2 separate regions of the Mus musculus genome follow, and region 2 is linked to region 1. Evidence: chromatin contacts called from public Hi-C data. All regions are on one chromosome and are shown on one strand. The core of a region is the stretch at or near the end of the contact, and the rest is flanking DNA. Distances in the headings are between cores, read along the strand shown. Region 1 has its middle 16 kb from the start of Frmpd1. Region 2 overlaps Frmpd1 (FERM and PDZ domain containing 1).

What was found. A called contact is a pair of places that touch in the nucleus more often than the background predicts.
Region 2: a contact with region 1 is called in a Hi-C map of the N1E-115 cell line, with 6 times the contacts expected there. The contact joins two enhancer-like sites. A contact is called at or near these places in 15 of 39 promoter capture datasets (the 3T3-L1 cell line, the HPC-7 cell line, cranial neural crest and 10 more), 5 of 15 datasets of contacts at CTCF or cohesin (the G1E-ER4 cell line, embryonic stem cells, pro-B cells and 1 more), 103 of 484 Hi-C or Micro-C datasets (the 63-12 cell line, B cells, the Ba/F3 cell line and 51 more), 11 of 115 datasets of contacts at active chromatin or transcription factors (astrocytes, bone marrow-derived dendritic cells, differentiating embryonic stem cells and 4 more) and 1 of 9 other capture datasets (embryonic stem cells).

What each region holds. Positions count from the first base shown.
Region 1 is chr4:45,166,925-45,171,248 of GRCm38.p6, reverse strand. No RefSeq gene overlaps it. Among named protein-coding and RNA genes, the nearest start is that of Frmpd1, 16 kb to the left of the region's middle. Within about 2 kb of position 1,753, at least 4 of the 459 cell types and tissues checked have an H3K27ac peak or open chromatin away from gene starts, as enhancers often do. A contact at or near this core is called in the N1E-115 cell line, where this site is marked.
Region 2 is chr4:45,269,743-45,274,029 of GRCm38.p6, reverse strand. It overlaps Frmpd1 (FERM and PDZ domain containing 1), which reads right to left. Exons shown (of 16, transcript NM_001081172.2): 9 at 4,011-4,130; 10 at 2,764-2,900; 11 at 826-952; 12 at 576-671. Among named protein-coding and RNA genes, the nearest start is that of Trmt10b, 25 kb to the left of the region's middle. Within about 2 kb of position 2,814, at least 43 of the 459 cell types and tissues checked have an H3K27ac peak or open chromatin away from gene starts, as enhancers often do. A contact at or near this core is called in the N1E-115 cell line, where this site is marked.

The DNA of each region.
Region 1 (4,324 bases), core at 504-3,003:
TTCTTTTTTGTTTGTTTGTTTTTCGAGACAGGGTTTCTCTGTATAGCTCTGGCTGTCCTGGAACTCACTCTGTAGACCAGGCTGGCCTCAAACTCAGAAATCCACCTGCCTCTGCCTCCCAAGTGCTGGGATCAAAGGTGTGGGCCACCATGCCCGGCAAGATGATACTTCTTGCAAGTCAAATATTAATGGCTCCCTAGTAGAACTGTGGGTTTATGAAAGACCACACATTTATCAACAACAATGAAGGCATGTTTTCAAAATGTCAGTACTGCCCAGTCAATATTACATATGCCGATTAGCTTGAGAACAAATAGCAGTGCTCACCAAGTTGACAAAATCACATATGCTCTGTCTGTTCAGCTTCACTAAAACCATTTTTTTTCTCTCCTCTCCAAAGAATAAGAGTGTTTTTATGAGCTTTGTGTTGATAGTCAAAGACAGTTTTCCTTTACAGACTTTGAGTTTTAAGAACCTGTAGATAGGGGCCTAGAGAGTTGGCTTGGTGGCTAAGAACACTGGCTGCTCTTCCAGAGGACCTGAGTTCAATTCCCAGCAACGACATGGCAGCTTCCAACTGTCTGTAACTCCTGTTCCAGAGGATCTGACACCCTCACACAAACATACATGCAGTCAAAACACCGATGCACACCAAATAAAAATAAATTTTAAAACATCTCCCTCCCCGCCCCCGCAAAGAACCTATAGCTGGATAGGTCATAGTTGCTAGAGCAAATCTACTATTGCTATTCTGTTAAGTGGAGATAGTATGAAACTGATTCCTACTGAGTTATCACTATACCCATGGCTAGAGCATCTCTCAACCCTCACCAGAGAAGCTTTTTCTTGCAATAGATGGCAACTAACATAAAGAATACGAGATCGCAAACTGCTCAGCCCTAAGTAGGAGATCTAGAACATTCCCCCTCCTGCAACGCTCAGGGGTAATTACCATGGAAGAGGCGACAGAAAGACTGTAAAATCCAGAGGCAGTGGATGACCATGATGAACAGTGTTTTCCAGATACCGACAGGTCAGCTGCACAAAGGAGCTCACCCTTGTTGGGACAGCAGGAAGAACATCTGCACAAGTCCAAGCTGTACAAATCCCAGCATGGCCTAAAGTTCTACCACGAGGAAAGGAGCTGCTGGCAGTGGATAGCTTGGGCAAGAGGGTGAGTCGGTTTTCTTTAAGGGTGTGACCCCTGACAGGCCGACCACACTCCGGGAGAGATGGCCCCACACCCAGAAATGTTTGGGCACTCACTGGACTTTCCCAAAAGGAAGAAAAGCACATGAAGTCAGGTTGGTGGGGACGGATCTGGGAGGAGTTGTGTTAGGAGGAGGAATACGATCAAAGTGCATTGTGTGACATTATAAAGAATTAAAATACCTAATTAAAAATTAGCGATACTTTGTGTGTCATCCTGAAGTTGGAGGTACCACCTGACTTCCCAGAGCCTAGGAAATGTGGGCTATGCTTTCCTGGAGGCTAAAGTTGTGGCAGACTTCCTATAATGGACCAGGTTTTTCTTGCTCTTTCTCATGAAGCTTAATGGGAGAACATTTCAGAGCATATGCAAATGCGTCAACAGATACTAATTTCTCCATTAGTGTAGCTCCTGGGGAGTTTCAGCCTAAGCCTAAAGCGTGGTCATTTGGGAATCAGAAATAGCTCCTTATAGCCCCACCCCTGCCCATGAGTCTGTTCTGTTTAGTCTTCCCCTCTTCCAACAATCCAACCACGGCGAGTCAGCGGTTGTCGGTCTGCAGCTGAACTGTAATCCTTTAAGGCACACCACTTGGATGTCCTTCAGAGCCCTTGTGCAGGCAGCTCTCCTTTGGCTTTCATGGCACTCCTGTGCACTGTCACCACACTTTGAAGATGAGGGATTGCTAAACTGATCGTTTGAGAGCAGACGCAAGGAAGGAGCCATGCCTGGCATGTCGAGTCTGACCTCACGCTGGATGTATAGGGGCATCTACTTGGCCTGACTGGGGCTATGAATTGCTTAGCTTTGTTGATGGGAATCAAGGTGTGGACCAAATTAAGGAAGTGCAAGCTTATTCATTTATTTAAGCAAAATTGCCTACGTGCTTCTGAAATAGCAAGGCATTGTGCTAGCTCCTCCCTGAGGTAGAGCCATGTCCTGGGAGGAGAATGGGGTTTGGACTCATGTGGCCTGTGTGGACACGTTGCCTCTGGTAAAGGTCACTAAGTGTTCGCTGCTGTCACTGGGAGGTGAGACGGAGAACACAGAGACCAATTAGACCAATTAGACATCGTTCTGACCTTTCAAACGCTGGGATGAGAACTACAATGTGTGTTTTCAGGTAGCTGTCACAGAAGGCAGAATACAGCCATTGTTATCAGTGGAACAGCGGAACTGTGGCCAAACCACAAACGAGGCTACCAGATTGTGGGAGCTAACTCACCCCGTCACTATGGGACATGTTCAATTTTCAAAGGAAGCATGTCAATACTGAAAACCCACGGGACATGTGCGTGCTAACAGCTCTGGGGACTTCACCATTTCAACACTGGATCATGCCCCTCTGTCCTGTGTCTCTGCCAAGCTGGGTTTTCATTGATTCCTATGATAGAATGGAACAGGACATAAAAGCAACAGCCAACCAAGCTCTGGGGCTTAAGAGGGTCTGGTCCTCTGACAGACACACAATCCCATTAGCCAATGGCTGGGGTGGCTTTAAAATAAGATAAAACAGGCCAGAGAGATTGTTCAGCAGCTAAGAGCAGATTAGAGAGGTCCCTGGCTCCATTCTGAACAACTTGTAACTCCAGCCCTGAAAGATGCTTGTATTCACGTGCACACACCACCCGCCACACACACTCATAATTTTTAAATAAGTAAAAAATAAGATAAAACAATGTTTTTGATGTATTCCATTATTTTCTCTAATAGTTTCTAGGACTTAAATACTAAGTTATTATTAAATTGTTTGGGCCAAATTGTTTAATATATGAAAGTACTCGTCATTCAATTTTTCCTGGAGATTCTGCGACTTGCTCTTGGGATTTCAAAGAATGGAGAGACCCCATGTGAGACGGGATGCCCAGGATTCAGAAGATAGGATGCTTTGAAGAGGAAGGAAATGAACATTTGAGGCAGCTGGATGTGGTGACACACACACCTGGAATCCCAGTACATGGGACATGGAGGCAGGAAGGCAACATCAGCCCCTTTTGAGCATCTGTGGGCAACACTTTATAATCAGACTGCTTGGGAACAAGCTCCCACTGTCACAGACGAGTCACCAGTTACCATGCCTTCCCCACCACAGTGGACTGTATCCCCTGAGCCATAAGCCTGAAGAAATCCTTCATCCCTCAATCTGATTTTGTCAAGTACTGGCCACAGCCTTGAGGAACCCCAGCTAATACACCCAACAGTGATGCCAGTTGGTATAGCCCATTAGAGGTCTTTGGCTTGTCTTTGGCTATGTTCCCAGCCATGATGGCATGAACTCACCCTCTGAAACTATAAGCAAGCCCCAATGCTTTCTTTTATAACTTGTCTTGGTCACGGTGTGTCTTCGCAGCAGTTGAACAGTAACTAAATCAAAAGAGCATAATGAAAAAGCATAGAAAAGAAGGTATGAAGGCCTCGAAGTATTTTGTTTCCTGCAGCGCATAGAACATTAGCCAGTTTCCAGAAGTTATGAAGAGTCATCGAAGATAGTTTTCCTGTGGCAAATTTTCCCAACCCACAGACTCTCCTGATGTGACTTGACATTCTTCATGAGCTGAAGAGGTGTGTCCACCTCTCCCCCATCATCCTGTGGCTATGCTAAGAATGGACCTGTGTGACTTCCATGCCCAGGCCAGGGAAGGCAAGCCACCTCTGACTGGTGTCCCAAAGGTCTGTCACTCTAGGAGCCTAACCAGTGCTGAGAGGTACCGGCTAGCCTCTCCAGAGAGCTTGCATGGGGAGCCACCCTTCAACTCAGCTCAAGTCCCACCCCCACACCATCTCCATTAGTATGTGAGTGAACACACTTCCTCATCGGTTATAGAGCTGCCTTTTTAAAGAGACTTGATTTACCGTGTTTGCCAGGTTTCATGCTGTTTGGAACTGACTGTTTCCAGGTCTTAAAGTTCCCACCAAGAGGAATTTGGGACAGAGCCTACACTGGCTCCCTAAAGGCAGTGAGAGCCAGGTTCCACATCAGATGTCTGATTAGAGCTTGCAGATATCAAGTCTCCTCTGAGCTGAGTCCTCCAAGCTGAGGACCTAGATACCGTATAATGGGATCAAGCTTCCTCCCACTGCACTCTGCCCAAATTACAGGCCCTTGGGATGGTT
Region 2 (4,287 bases), core at 1,565-4,064, 100 kb before region 1:
CCACCCACAGCTAAATTAAAAATAAATGTATCGCCTGTAAACTATTTTTTTTACTATATTGAAATTATGTTTATAATAAGTGTTTCTATGTATTTGAGTCCAGTGCCAACAGGAGCCAGAAACAGGGTGTTAGATTCCCTGGAACTGTAGCTACAGTCCAAGGTAGGTGCTGGGAACTGAACTCAGGTTGTCAGCTAGAGCAGTGCATGCTCTTAACCCCTGTAATCCCAGCACGTAGAAGACAGAGGCAGGAGGATGAGTTCCAGGTCAACCTCAGGTAGCAGGTTTGAGGCCAGCCTGGGCTGCCTGAGACCCTGTTTCTTCTTCTTGGACCCAGACTCAGCTAGCAGTAGCAGATCTTATCTTTCCACCCTTCTTCTCTCCCAACAGTGACCACAGCCTGCATCATGGCGTTGTCTGTGGGTTAGCTTACTTCATCCTTGAGGGCAGAAACTATAACCAATTCAGCTCTGCCTCCCATAGCATCTTCCAGGCCAGGGCCCAATACATATCTGCCAATCTGCAGATATTCAAGGTCCTGGGCAAGCAGGAGTCTATGGTTGTCTGGTACATACCATCAAAGTGGCATTGAAGACTTTCCCACCATACGTCTTGAGTTCCCCAAGGATCTGAAGATAATTTAAGCGTAGCTGAGCAGCAGAAATAAGTTGCTTTATGAGACAAAAAAAAAAAAAATTACTGAAATCAGAATTATTTACTTGCCTAAAATCTAGGCAATGGTGAAAATGATTCCCTCCCCCCCACCTCCCCAAGATTTTTCACAACAGAAAGCTGGGCGGGTCAGCAGAGGCTAGACTGCCTTACCTTCTGCCGGGGTTCTAGCAGATTCTGGTTTCTTTTCATGTGGAAGCTAATGGCTTTCTTGATGTCTTTGCCTTTCATATTTCGGAGTAAAGTTGGAGATATAAAATTCTCTATTCCCCAGTCTTTCCTGCCGCAAGACATTGGAGACAAGGACTCATGTTCACATGTTTACATTGCACTTGGTTCCAACAAAGAGCCAATGACACAGAATTCAGATATAGAGCTCTGACATACAGCAATTAGGAGTACCTTTCTCTAGTGGGAGGAATAGAGACAGGCAGAGGTGTAGATACAGAAAGAGGAAAAAGCAAGAGAAAGAAAGAGAAGGGATGTCTGTGATGTTTGAGTAGGTTTGGCCCCTGTAGACTCATGTGTTTGAATGCTTGGCCCATGGGGAGTGGGCACCATTAGGAAGTGTAGGCTTGCTAGAGTAGGTGAGGCCTTGTTGGAGGAAGGCTATCACTGTGTGGGTGTGTGGGTGTGTGGGTGTGTGGTGTGTGGGTGTGTGCTTTCAGGGGTATCTTCCAGTGCTCAAGCTCCGCCCAGTGTGGAATTAGAACCTCCTCCTGGTTGCCCGAGGGAGACAGTCTCCTGCCTGTCTTTGGAACAAGATGTAGAACTCTCAGCTCCTCTTCTTTCACCATGTCTGCCTGTATGTTGCCATGCTTTCCACCCTGATGATAATAATGAACTGAATCTCTGAATCTGTAAACCAGCGGCAATTAGATGTTTTCCTTTATAAGACTGTCTTGGTCATGTCGTCCCTTCACAGCAATGAAGCCTGAACTAAGACAATGTCCATATCTTCACTTATCTCTATCTGTATATCTCTCTATTAAAGGAGAGAGAGACAGAGTGAGGGGCTTTCCCCATAAACACACATGATATACATTATATACATTCTGCATTTAGGACCTCCTGACTGGTCTGGAAAATGACTGGTCTTGGTGTGGGATATTTCATGAATCAAAGCAGAAGTTCTCCATCTTTCTTTTAATTTAAAATTCCATTTCATTCATATATTGTGTGTCTACACTAAGTTAAACTTCTAAAAAGGGGAGCCCAAACTGCTGTATTTTAGCAAGTGTGTACATGTGTAGTGACCAGAGGACAACCTGTGGGAATTGGTTCTCTCTTCCTACCATATGGGTCCTGAGACTGAACTCAGACTCAGGCTTGGATGCAGGGGCCTTTACCTGCAAGGCCTTCCAATAGGCCTGTTCTCAGTCCTTTTAATAACAAAAATAAGTGGCGTGACCATCCACATATAAGAACAAGTCTCGTACCCTCTGCTAGGGAACAAACTCAGGGCCTTGCGTATGCTACGCAAGCACTCTGCCACTGAGCTAGGTTCAACACTCTTGCCACAGAGCGCACCTGCCAATCCTGAGGCTAAGCTTTAGAACATTATTAGCCTAGAAGCCTCAGAAGCCCCCTAAAGTTGCACCTTGACTCATTATACCAGGGATCTGTTCTATTTTTAAAACCTGATTTCTCCATTTGATTTTGATACCCAGACAAGCTAGAGCAGAGACCTGGGGAGGGGCTTAACATAACGGATATTAGTTCTCTGAGCTAAGAATCGAGAGGAACATGGATCGTAGGACTTGAAGCATCCCCCATTTGGAGGAAGGCATAATGCCATAGCCAATTGGTTCACACCTGTTGGGAAAATTAATTTCCAAGACATCCCTGCCCTCAGAAGTTGTCAGCTGATGACCTCAGACATTCTTTCAGGGACTGGAAATTTACAAGGAGACTCTGTGTAACTGCAAGAGGAAATGGCTTCTACCCAGACAGGGAGCCAGGCTGGGTAAAGGGAAATGGATAGAGAGACAAAGGCAGATGGGTGAGTATCGGCTTTCTCTGGAGTCTGGCCATCCTGGCTAGGAGCCAGCAGTCCCAAATGTGACACAGCTGCCACCCCCTGCCACTCACTCTATGTACTTCAAAGAGATCTTCTGTGGCTGGGCACAGGCATAGATCCGCTCCTGGATGTGCAGGGCTGCAAGCCGGAGGGCAGAGTTGCACTTCATCTCCACAGCAAAGCGCTCCTGGAGTACATCACTGCAGCTCTGCAAGAGATCACACAGAGCAGCTAGGCAACAAGAGCATACACATTGCGCGAGCGCGCGCGCACACACACACACACACACACACACACACACACACACACACACACACTTCTTTCCGGTCAGAGCAGCAGGATCAGCAGCCAGCTCTGAGGACTTGGCTCTGTGACCTGAGTTACATTCAGACTAAGTATAGTGTTTTCCATTGTTAATCGCATACTGACTGTCTATATGATCTGTATTATTTGATTTCTGGGAGGTTTAGAAAAGATTATATGCAGGAATGTGAGCATAAATCACACAGTGCTATCTTAAGCAAGTACAATGCACTGGTGGTGTGGTGGCTGCTATTACGATTTTCTAGCCCCATTTCTGTAAGACTTAGGCCAGCCTTACACCCCAGTGGACTGTAAACTGGTGACATCTCCCAGACGACTCTTCCCATCCAAACAAAAATAACGAAAGTAATTTCACTCTAGGCAATAGAGGACAAGGCGTAGTTAGAAGTCAAGAAACCAGGTTTCTAGCTGGGCATGGTGGCAGATGCCTTTAATCCCAGGACTCAGGCGCAGAGTCAGGAGGATCTTCAAGGCCAGCCTGGTCTACAGAGCTAGTTCTAGGACAGCCAGGGCTATACAGAAGAAATAATGCCTCAAAAAACAAGAGGAAGGAAGGAAGGAAGGAAGGAAGGAAGGAAGGAAGGAAGGAAGGAAGGAAGGAAGGAAGGAAAAGAAACCAGGTTTGGCTCTACTGCTAAGTAGGGACATCGGACACATTCCCCTTCTAAGACCTGGTTACGTCATCTCTAACATGAGTTTCTGCAGCACTAAAGCCCCATCCTGCAATAAAAGTGGAAAGGATAAAGCGTTTAATAGTATTAGAAAAGTGTATCATCTACATTGAGGACTAAGCCTAAATTTGATTAGTCTACTGCAAATCTCCCATTACAGCAACTTGGAGCAGGAACAATGGGGAGGGATAATGAGACCCACTGTTCTCTAGAAAGAGACCATCCCTCGGGAGAGCTGTTTTAGCTGCCACCAACCCAGAATAACCCAACTATGCGATGCGTCCTTGAGGCCACTGGCACCCCAGGAAGCACAGCCTGGTCACCTGAAGGTAGAGATATTCAAATGCCACAGGGTCTTCTTTCAGCAGGTCCAGGGGGTCCTTGGGCACAAAGCTCACCCTGAAGAGGCAGCGGGAGTCCTGGGATTCTTCCCTTTCTACCACCTGCCCAAGGCAAAGACAATAAGGTGACCTCGCCGCTCTCCATAAAGCGGCTTCACAGGGAAGAGAGAAAGGGAGGCCGCTGTTCTATTTCAGTCTTCCCCCCCAAGACAGCACAGCCTTCTCTCTTAGCCTGATTTTCTTTCCCATGGTGTGGAAT